2 separate regions of the Ovis aries genome follow, and region 2 is linked to region 1. Evidence: chromatin contacts called from public Hi-C data. All regions are on one chromosome and are shown on one strand. The core of a region is the stretch at or near the end of the contact, and the rest is flanking DNA. Distances in the headings are between cores, read along the strand shown.

The links. Hi-C and Micro-C count contacts between places; a contact is called where the count stands out from the background.
Region 2: a contact with region 1 is called in a Hi-C map of liver, with 5 times the contacts expected there. The contact joins the enhancer-like site here to the promoter of MTSS1 in region 1. A contact is called at or near these places in 2 of 16 Hi-C or Micro-C datasets (hypothalamus and liver).

Annotation. Positions count from the first base shown.
Region 1 is chr9:28,423,088-28,427,487 of ARS-UI_Ramb_v3.0, reverse strand. It overlaps MTSS1 (MTSS I-BAR domain containing 1), which reads right to left and starts at 1,322. Exons shown (of 15, transcript XM_042254145.1): 1 at 757-1,322. The coding sequence starts at 828. LOC121820383 (a long non-coding RNA gene) reads right to left here. Exons shown (of 3, transcript XR_006060900.2): 3 at 2,655-4,400.
Region 2 is chr9:28,574,579-28,578,702 of ARS-UI_Ramb_v3.0, reverse strand. It overlaps MTSS1 (MTSS I-BAR domain containing 1), which reads right to left. Exons shown (of 15, transcript XM_042254145.1): 10 at 2,428-2,647. Among named protein-coding and RNA genes, the nearest start is that of NDUFB9, 20 kb to the left of the region's middle. Within about 2 kb of position 1,507, at least 6 of the 54 cell types and tissues checked have an H3K27ac peak or open chromatin away from gene starts, as enhancers often do. A contact at or near this core is called in liver, where this site is marked.

The sequences.
Region 1 (4,400 bases), core at 73-2,572:
AAGAGAAAACCTGGTGTCTGTGCGTGTTAGGCGGGTCGGGGATACAGTTGTTTAAGATGCCCCAGTCCCGCCTTCGGGCTGGGAGCCTCAGTCTGGGGACGTGGGGTCCCCCGCAAGACTGCTCTGGGAACTTCTGCTCCACACCCCAGGGGAGGGCCGAGGGGAGGCACGAAAACCCTAACCAGCTTTGGAAGAGCCTAATTAATACCTAATTTGCTCAGATCGCCCCCAGGTGGACCTGAAAGACCACGAGCGAGAGGGAGGTCTCCTTCCCAGTCTCTCGGGCTGGGGGGCTCCTTCTCACAGCTGGGCAGAGCCCCTCCCCTCTCCCCACCACCGCGCCAGGCGCCCCCTCCCGTACCCTGGGGAATCAGGTGTCCGCCCAAGCATCCACCCCCTGCGGGTCGCAGACACTCAGACCAGCGACAGACAATGGAAAACTTGGAGCCAGGGCCCCGGGCCCCCAGGGAAATGAGATGATGCGGTCCCCTGGGACAATGAGCGGGAGCGGGCAGGGACCATCAGATAAAGCTCCCCACCCCTCGTCCCCACCGAGAGAAGCCGTCCGCTCGGTGACCCAGCAGAACCCAGAGCGGCGCCCCGGGTGAGCAGGTGACACCCGGGCCAGAGCGCTCTCGCAGGTGGCCGGCGGCCACGGCGCAGGCAAGGGCCGGGCGGCTGGCCCGGGGCGGAGGCGAAGACTCGCGGCGAGGTCAGAGCGCAGCGGCGGCCGCAGCCGCTCACCCGGCGTCCTACCTTCATGTCGCTAATGATGGTCTGGAAGAGGCCTCCGAGCGCGCTGCATTCCTTCTCAATCACAGCCTCCATTTTCCCGGCGCGGGCAGGGGCAGGACACACACTTGGAGCCGCCTGGACTGTGCGCGGGGCCGGGGATCTCTCACCCCGGGAGGAATTTCACCGTCCGAGTGACCCACCTCCGACTCGCAGCCTCTTCTGCAAAGAGGACGAAATGCCCGAGATCGACTGTTCTCTCCCCAAAATAATACTAAAATATTTTTAAAGCCAACCCGCTCCGTAGGGCGCCTACAGGCAGCGCTCCGCTCCTGGCCTTAAAAATGCCCGGAGAAGACTGACAATCAGGCCACCACTGGTGCCCACGACAGAAACGGCAAAGCCCATCTTGAAGCAGAGAAAATCGCCCGCTGACCAGGGGCCAGCGCCATTTCAAAATGCAAGATTTTCTAATTTAACTGATGTTTCTGAAATGAAACAAAAAAAAATCGCCCAAGAGCAGATCGGGTCTGCTCGCGGAGCCCTGATCTGTTGCTAGCAGCCGCGGCCGCCGCCTCCTTTTCTGTCCTGCGCGCCCAGCCCCAGCGCTCGCTACAGCTCGGCTCTTGCGGACGTTCGCAGGGGCGCACGCGCGCTCGCGGCCTTGCGTCCGCGGGGAGGCGCGGGGAGGGCGCGCATACGGGGCCGCGCGGCCGCCGCACGCGGGCGGGGCTGGGAGCGCGTGCCCGGGAGGCGCGTGGGGCGCCGGCCGCAGAATAGAGCCGGCAGGCGCGCGGGCGGTGCGGGGAAGATCCAATCCCCGCGGGAGCCTCCTCCGCCCAGCACCCGCCCCCCGCCTCCCCTGGGCCGCGGGTCGCAGAGCCGAGAGGGAGTGTCAGCACGCGGCTGGTCTAGCGCCCACACCACAATGGCTGCGAGCGCCTGGCACGGAGGGTGCAGCCGTCGGCCTCGGGGACTTGCACGGTGGCACGATTAGCGCAGTACCTTGCAACTAGGGAGCGCTCGGTAGGGCGGGAAAACTGCCGCTACTGCTGTTGCTGCTGCAGGCTTCTAAGAGGCCCGTTCTCTGCTATCAGGACTGCAGAGCCAAGTCACTATTGCAAGCAGCCAAATACGTAATTAGGAAGAGTTCGGGGGCGTATCCTGCAGCGAGATGCCGAGTTCAGTAAGTTGCAGGATTATGGGAAAGTGGATTGATTTTGCTATTGCAAAATAAATGGCATTGCGCTTCTCTGTCCTGCTCGTCAGTTTATGGAGATTGCTGACTGCCCCTGACTTGGGCGGTGGTTTTTCAAGCGGTCTGAGAACATCCGGGTGGTGGTGGTACTGCAGAGAGCCCCGCTGGGAGTTTTAACCTGGAAATGGTACCAAAGAACTCAGGTTGATTTGGGAGCTGGTGGTTTGTTTTCCCAACTCCACCGCCTAACCACGCAACCAGATCTGTCATTTAGATCAACACCAAATAGACAAGGAGGAGGGGAGTCAAATGAGTAGATTTGCAAAGACCTGAAAACAAGCCCCCAGGTCTGGGCTGTTCCTTGACCCTTGAAGCACAAAGCTGTTCCCTTGTTTGAAGCACAAAGCAGGAGGAAAGGTGGGAGAGGGTAACAAAAGAAACTGCAAAATGCTGTACAGGCTCCTAGCAGACTCAGAACTAGGAAAAGATCTGGCTTTGCAAACTGCGTGAACCAAAGCGATGCATGGAGCTGTAGAAGATAATTTTCCTCTGGGCCACCCTGCCCCATTCTTAGTCATCGTCTCTCTCTCCACCCCTGTTCCCCAAGTCATGAGTGTTACTGCTAGAATTAGCTCATCTCTTGGGCAACCCCCTGGATCCTGTCCCCAAGGTCACTTGGATGCATAACTCTCATCTTCACCTTGGCAATAACCTTGACACATAGTTTGCTTTTGATCATTATCATTATTATGATTTCAATACTATCAGTATATCAGAATCACTGCTTGTAGGGCCAGATTGCCTGGGTTCAAGCTCCGGGTGAAAACCAATTCATGGTATGCGCTTTGGCCATACTAAATGGGCCTCAGTTTCTTCACCTGCAAATGGGGATAAAGGGAGCATCAACCGCATAGGGCTGTTCTGAGTTTTACCTGCACTGTTATACATAAAGCATTTAGACTAGTTCCTGGCCTATAGTAAATAAGCACTCAATAAATCTCATCAACAGAAATAGATTCACTGCAGCACTGTTCACAATAGCCAAGATGTGGGAACAACCTAAATGTCCATGACAGTTAAACTGATAAAGAAAATGTAGTCTGTACACACAATGAGACATTAACCTTAAAAAGGAAGGAAATCCCAGGATTTCCCTGACTCTATGCTGCCAATGCCGGGGGTGCAGATTCAATCCCTGGTCAGGGAAATAAGATCCCATATACCTCGAGGCCAAAAGATAAAAATAAATAAACCTTTTATTTTTTTTTTTCCTTTTTCTTTTATTTTTATTTTTTTAATTTTAAAATCTTTAATTCTTACATGGAGTATTACTCAGCAGTTAAAAAGAATTCATTTGAATCAGTTCTGATGAGATGGATGAAACTGGAGCCGATTATACAGAGTGAAGTAAGCCAGAAAGAAAAACACCAATACAGTATACTAACACATATATATGGAATTTAGGAAGATGGCAATGACGACCCTGTATGCAAGACAGGGAAAGAGACATAAATAAACCTTTTAAAAGAAGGAAATCCTGCATTATGGGACAACATGGATTAGACCAAGGACATTATGCTAAGTGACAAGACACAGCTAAGTCAGAGGACAAATACTTCGCAATTCCACTCATATGAAGTGTGTAAACTTGTCAAGCTCATCTAATTGGAGAGAAAAGAATGCTGGTCACCAGGAGCTGGGGGTGGGGGCATGGGGAGTTTCTAATCAATGATCATGAAATCTCAGCTATGCAGGACAAACAACTTCCAGAGGTCTGTTGCACAACACTGCTTATAATTAACCATGCCATATTGTACACTTTAAAATCTGTCAGGCGGGTAGATCAAATGTGAAGCGTTCCTACCACAATGAAATAAAATTTGAGAAAGAAGTAGGGACCAGGTCAAGGGTCATTCTCAGCCTGATCCCAGAGTACATGTCGCAAGCCTATAATGTTGGCATGCTGTCCCACTGACATGGCTGAGGGCCTACTGTACACAGTCTAGGTGTTTTACCTGTATTATATCTAATCATCACCACAGACTTGAGAAGAAGGTGGTCAATCGAGCCTTTATTTTACTGTTGGAAAGTGGCAGGCAGGACTCCAGCTGTGGATGGCTGACTCCAATACCTGAGGTGTTCCTTCTATCCAGTCTCCAACCCTCCTGGGCTAGAGCCCCACGCCTAAGCCCAAGGACCCTGCAGCCGGCTTTCCTGCCACATGCCTGCATTTAGATGCCCCCAAAGCCCCAACTTGAGCGGTGTTTCCCAAAGCTCACCTCTTTTGCCTCCTTATTCTTTGGCTCTACGCTGGCCACGGATCTGAGAGGCAGGCCCTTGTCTTTCACAACAAAGTGAACCATCCCAAATCACCTTGAGAGGGAGTCTGGGAGTTTCCACAAGGCAGGAAAAGCCTAGAGGTGAGACAATAACACTTGGCATTTTTAATAAGGTGAGTCTGAGAAACGGA
Region 2 (4,124 bases), core at 258-2,757, 150 kb before region 1:
TTTCGTCTGACTTCTGCTCATTTTTTCCTGAAGAGCCCCTTGAGTGGGTGGAGTGAACGGTTCTAGGCAGGAGCCCCGCTGCAGACGTGGTCCCATCTCTCCTGGGCACACGTGGCACAACTTGTAAAGAGCAGAGTAGAGGACAGAGGGAGAATCCTGAAAACATCCTGCCACGAGGCATTCATTTACACCCATGCACCCGAGGGATTTCCCTGCTTATGGATGTGTGCTCCCTTCCTCCCACCCAAATAAAGGTAATAATACTTCCCCTAGGAAACTATACCCTCTGCCCTGTGTGAGGTGTACAATCTCCTTAAATTTCCCCTCTGCCTTAGAAGCAGTCATAACGCCTTTTTCAAGAAAAACAGAATTCTCAATTAAATTCTGCAGCATCCCTGAGTTTACTCAAACTACCCTAGAGTTGCTTAGCCAAGCATTTATCTTAGGCACCGGCTTTCAGATTTAAGTAAATCCCAACGATCCCGCCTTCTGTTTCCCTTGACATGACTGGAGGCAGAAACCCTGCTTCATTCAGCAAAGCTGGAGCACATGGCCTCTTTTTTTAGAAAGGGGTGTCAGCGCACGATATTTTGTTAATGCATCAGTTGATTAAAAACACACAGAGAATGACACTGCACATTAGAAAAGCCTTTGAGGAGCTGCAAATCCCTGCTCCCTCTCTACCACACTCACTCGAGGCTCACGAGACACACAGGTACAGCTTAGTGCCACACAAGGCGGGACCTCTTAAAGAGTGAGTGAGCCAAAGCACCCAGCTAGGACAAGTAGAGGACTTAAAGCTGCAGCTCCCAGCTCCGAGCATTTCTGCTTAAAATTGAATCTCAACCCCAGGAAGACAGAGAGAGGCAACAGCGCCCCCAGGGACAGCTGTGAAATGCCAAAGGCGGGGCTCTAGGCTGAGCAGCTCTGGGTTCACCAATGTCAGATGCATCATGCGAGTGGCTGTCTGGCTCCCAGAACATGACAGATGCTTCCTCAACGTGGAGTGCTCCCCAGAACACTCTGCTAGGGGCACCTTATGGCCAGGGTGGTGCAGAAAGGCCGCTGGACCAGTTGCTAGAAACCCTCGTTCCAGATCCCCGACTGCAGGTCACATAACTGTGCCACTCGGGCAAACTGCTTTACATCTTAGCCTGTTTCTCCAACAAAACAGGGATAACAACACTCCAAGCGGCTGCTGGCAGGACTACATAGACAATAGGCAGGAGCTCCTAGGACGGTGCCTGGCACCCAGGAGATACTTGCTGACTCTCAGGCAAATTGGATACCTGGATGAACAAGACAAGCACGTGACCTTCTGAATCCAAAGGATCTTGGGCCAAAGGCTGTGGTTGGTCTCAAAATGTATTATATTGGGTTGACCAAAAAGTTAATGTCTTACTTTGGAAAAACCCTAATGATCTTTTTGGCAAACCCAATATGCAATGGGCTCGCAGTCACCATGCTCCCCAGCAGATGGCGCTGAGGGGACATCCTGGATGTTCACATTTCCTAGTTGCCTGTATGTTGTGCTTGCTAGTCTAGACGCCAACCCACTGACACAAAAAAGGGACACAGCGGAGCAGGTGAAGGGTGTTCGATGCCCAGCTCCTGCCTTCTGCTCTTCTGCAGCTAAAGGGCTGGGCATTTAGTGCCATCTAACCCAACTGTATTCAAAGAAACTCAACACCTCCCCTTCTCCCAGGAGGAAGATGCTCACAGAATTACCTGCATGAGCACTGAAGATACTTTCTTATTCTCATCCTCATCATAAATTGATACAAGGAAGCTGAAAGTGCCAAGGAAGGGCTCCGAGGCGTTGTTCAACAGCAGAATCTCTGTTCCCATGTGCAAATGGGATAATGACTATATCATGCCAAGCCAGCCACAGGGACACAGAGAGCAGCCAAGACTCCAAGACTTTGAGTCTGTCTACATACCTGTCTACACAAGTGTGAAAACTGTCCAAATCAATGGGGTGACAACTATCACCCACATGGTGATCATAAGCTTTGAGTCAGTGAAAGTCACTCAGTGGTGTCGAACTCTGTGAGACCCCATGGACTGTAGCCCGCCAGGCTCCTCTGTCCATGGGATTCTCCAGGCAAGAATACTGGAGTAGTTAGCCATTTCCTTCTCCAGGGGATCTTCCCCACCCAGGGATCGAATCCAGGTCTCCCGCATTGTAGGCGGATTCTTTACCATGTGAGTTACCAGGGAAGCCCAATCATAAGTTTTAACCCCCACTTATATTCTCTCCCTTTAGGGGATCAGCTCATCTAACGATGAGAAATTAAACCAGAGGTTCCCCATGGCAGATGACCAGGGTCTGTCCAAGCTCTCCAGTTCCCTCTCTGGTTCCAGCCATCAAGACTGATCCAGGGCCTCAGGTGTGGCGGCTGCTCCTGGGGCCAAGGACATTCTTACCTGGTTGGGGGCCTCGGGCGGCATGGGGGACGGCGACTTGGACTGGAAGGCGTCCTGGGAGATGAACCCTGAGTCGTGGGAGGACACACTGGACAGCCGCACGGGCGCCTGCTGGGCCAGGCTGGAGCCGCGGTAGCGGAAGTGGGAGCTGGGCGAGTGCGAGTGGGAGCCGTGGGAGCCGCTGGACCGCGAGTCGCTGCTGTTGACGCTGTTCAGGCTGCTGCGGGGGCAGCGGGACAGATGGCAAGGGTGACGGGGGAGAACGGCATCACGCAACCCGCCCCCAGCCCCGAGAAGCAGCGCACACAGTGAGACATGTTTTCAAAACACCCAATCACTAAGCGAGTAAACAAAAGGTCTTTTCTGTGTGAGCAAGGGGCGAAAAGCAGCTATGGAGCCGTGGTTCTCCGAGACGCAATGAGGCATCTTTAGGATGGAAGGCTGTGATTTTAGACTGTCAAGTGCTGCCCAGCTCTGCTGTGTCACCGACCAGCAAAGCCAGGGGACTCGATGTCTGAGGCATGAAAAAGGTTCATACCCTCTACTCACAAAAACCATATGAAGGCTTCAGCATGACCTAGTTGGAGCACCCAAGTGTCTTCCTTAGGTGAACCATCGGGATCAACCTGGCCAACCATCGCTTGGCACCAAGAGATTCCTCAAGGTGATTGCATCCTAAGTGTGTCTAATTCAAGATACCCGTATGTGAGACAACTCTGTGTTCGTGTATTTTACATTTTATTATTAACAAAGTTGGTGGTTTAATGAATGGTTTGACCCTGAACACAGGTACTTCTCTGTTCAACTATCTGTGAGCCCAGCAAACAGAACACCTGGCAAGAGGCAGGCAGCTTTCAGGGACCAAAGGTCATCAATCGAAGCTGTTTGCTTCCAGGATGGAACAGTAAACAGGATGTCGGAAAATGACACTTGCCCTCTGGAGTTCTGCCTGTTCCATTTCCAGTCGTAAGCAGTATGTCCTACACTCAAATTATGAAACCCGGAAAACTGAACAAAGTCTCCTGGTCCAAACAGGCAGAGCTGACAGATAAAGGACAGCTGTAGCAGCGTCAGAAGGCATGAAATAAACAACCCAGACTGGGATTAGAAGATCTGTGGTTTCTACTCCTAACTCCTCAAGAGATTCTCGTCAAATTTCACAAACTCGGCCAGCTAATAAGACAGTCAAGGGCTGACTACCTTCTTCTGGTGTTCTATGCTGGAATGACTTGGTGCTAACGTTCCAACAGACATAGCGAAGTGTGCTGTTAGCCAGAACAGGGCATGCGGAGACTGACAGCAACGCTCACGGCAATCTCACTACGGCAAGCTCAGGGCCGGCGCTGTCCATATGACAGGAGTTTCTGTTGACACTAAAACTACAGAAGGAGACTCACGCAGCTTTGTTTTCTACTAACGAGATAAAGTTTACTTCGTTACCAAACAAAAAAAAAATCCTCAATAGAAAAAAACCTCAGTAGACGTGTCTCACACACACACACACAGAGCATACAAAAGATGACAAGAAACCAACCGCCACCCTCAGGCTGCAGAATGTCAGGCTGGAGCATCTCAAGTCTGAACTTCCTGCTCCCTGTACACTGCACGAGCTCAAACATGAAATGAAAGACACACACACACACACGTGTGTGTAGAGAGAGATTCCCACACACAGACTCGGCAGCTCCATCCTGTTC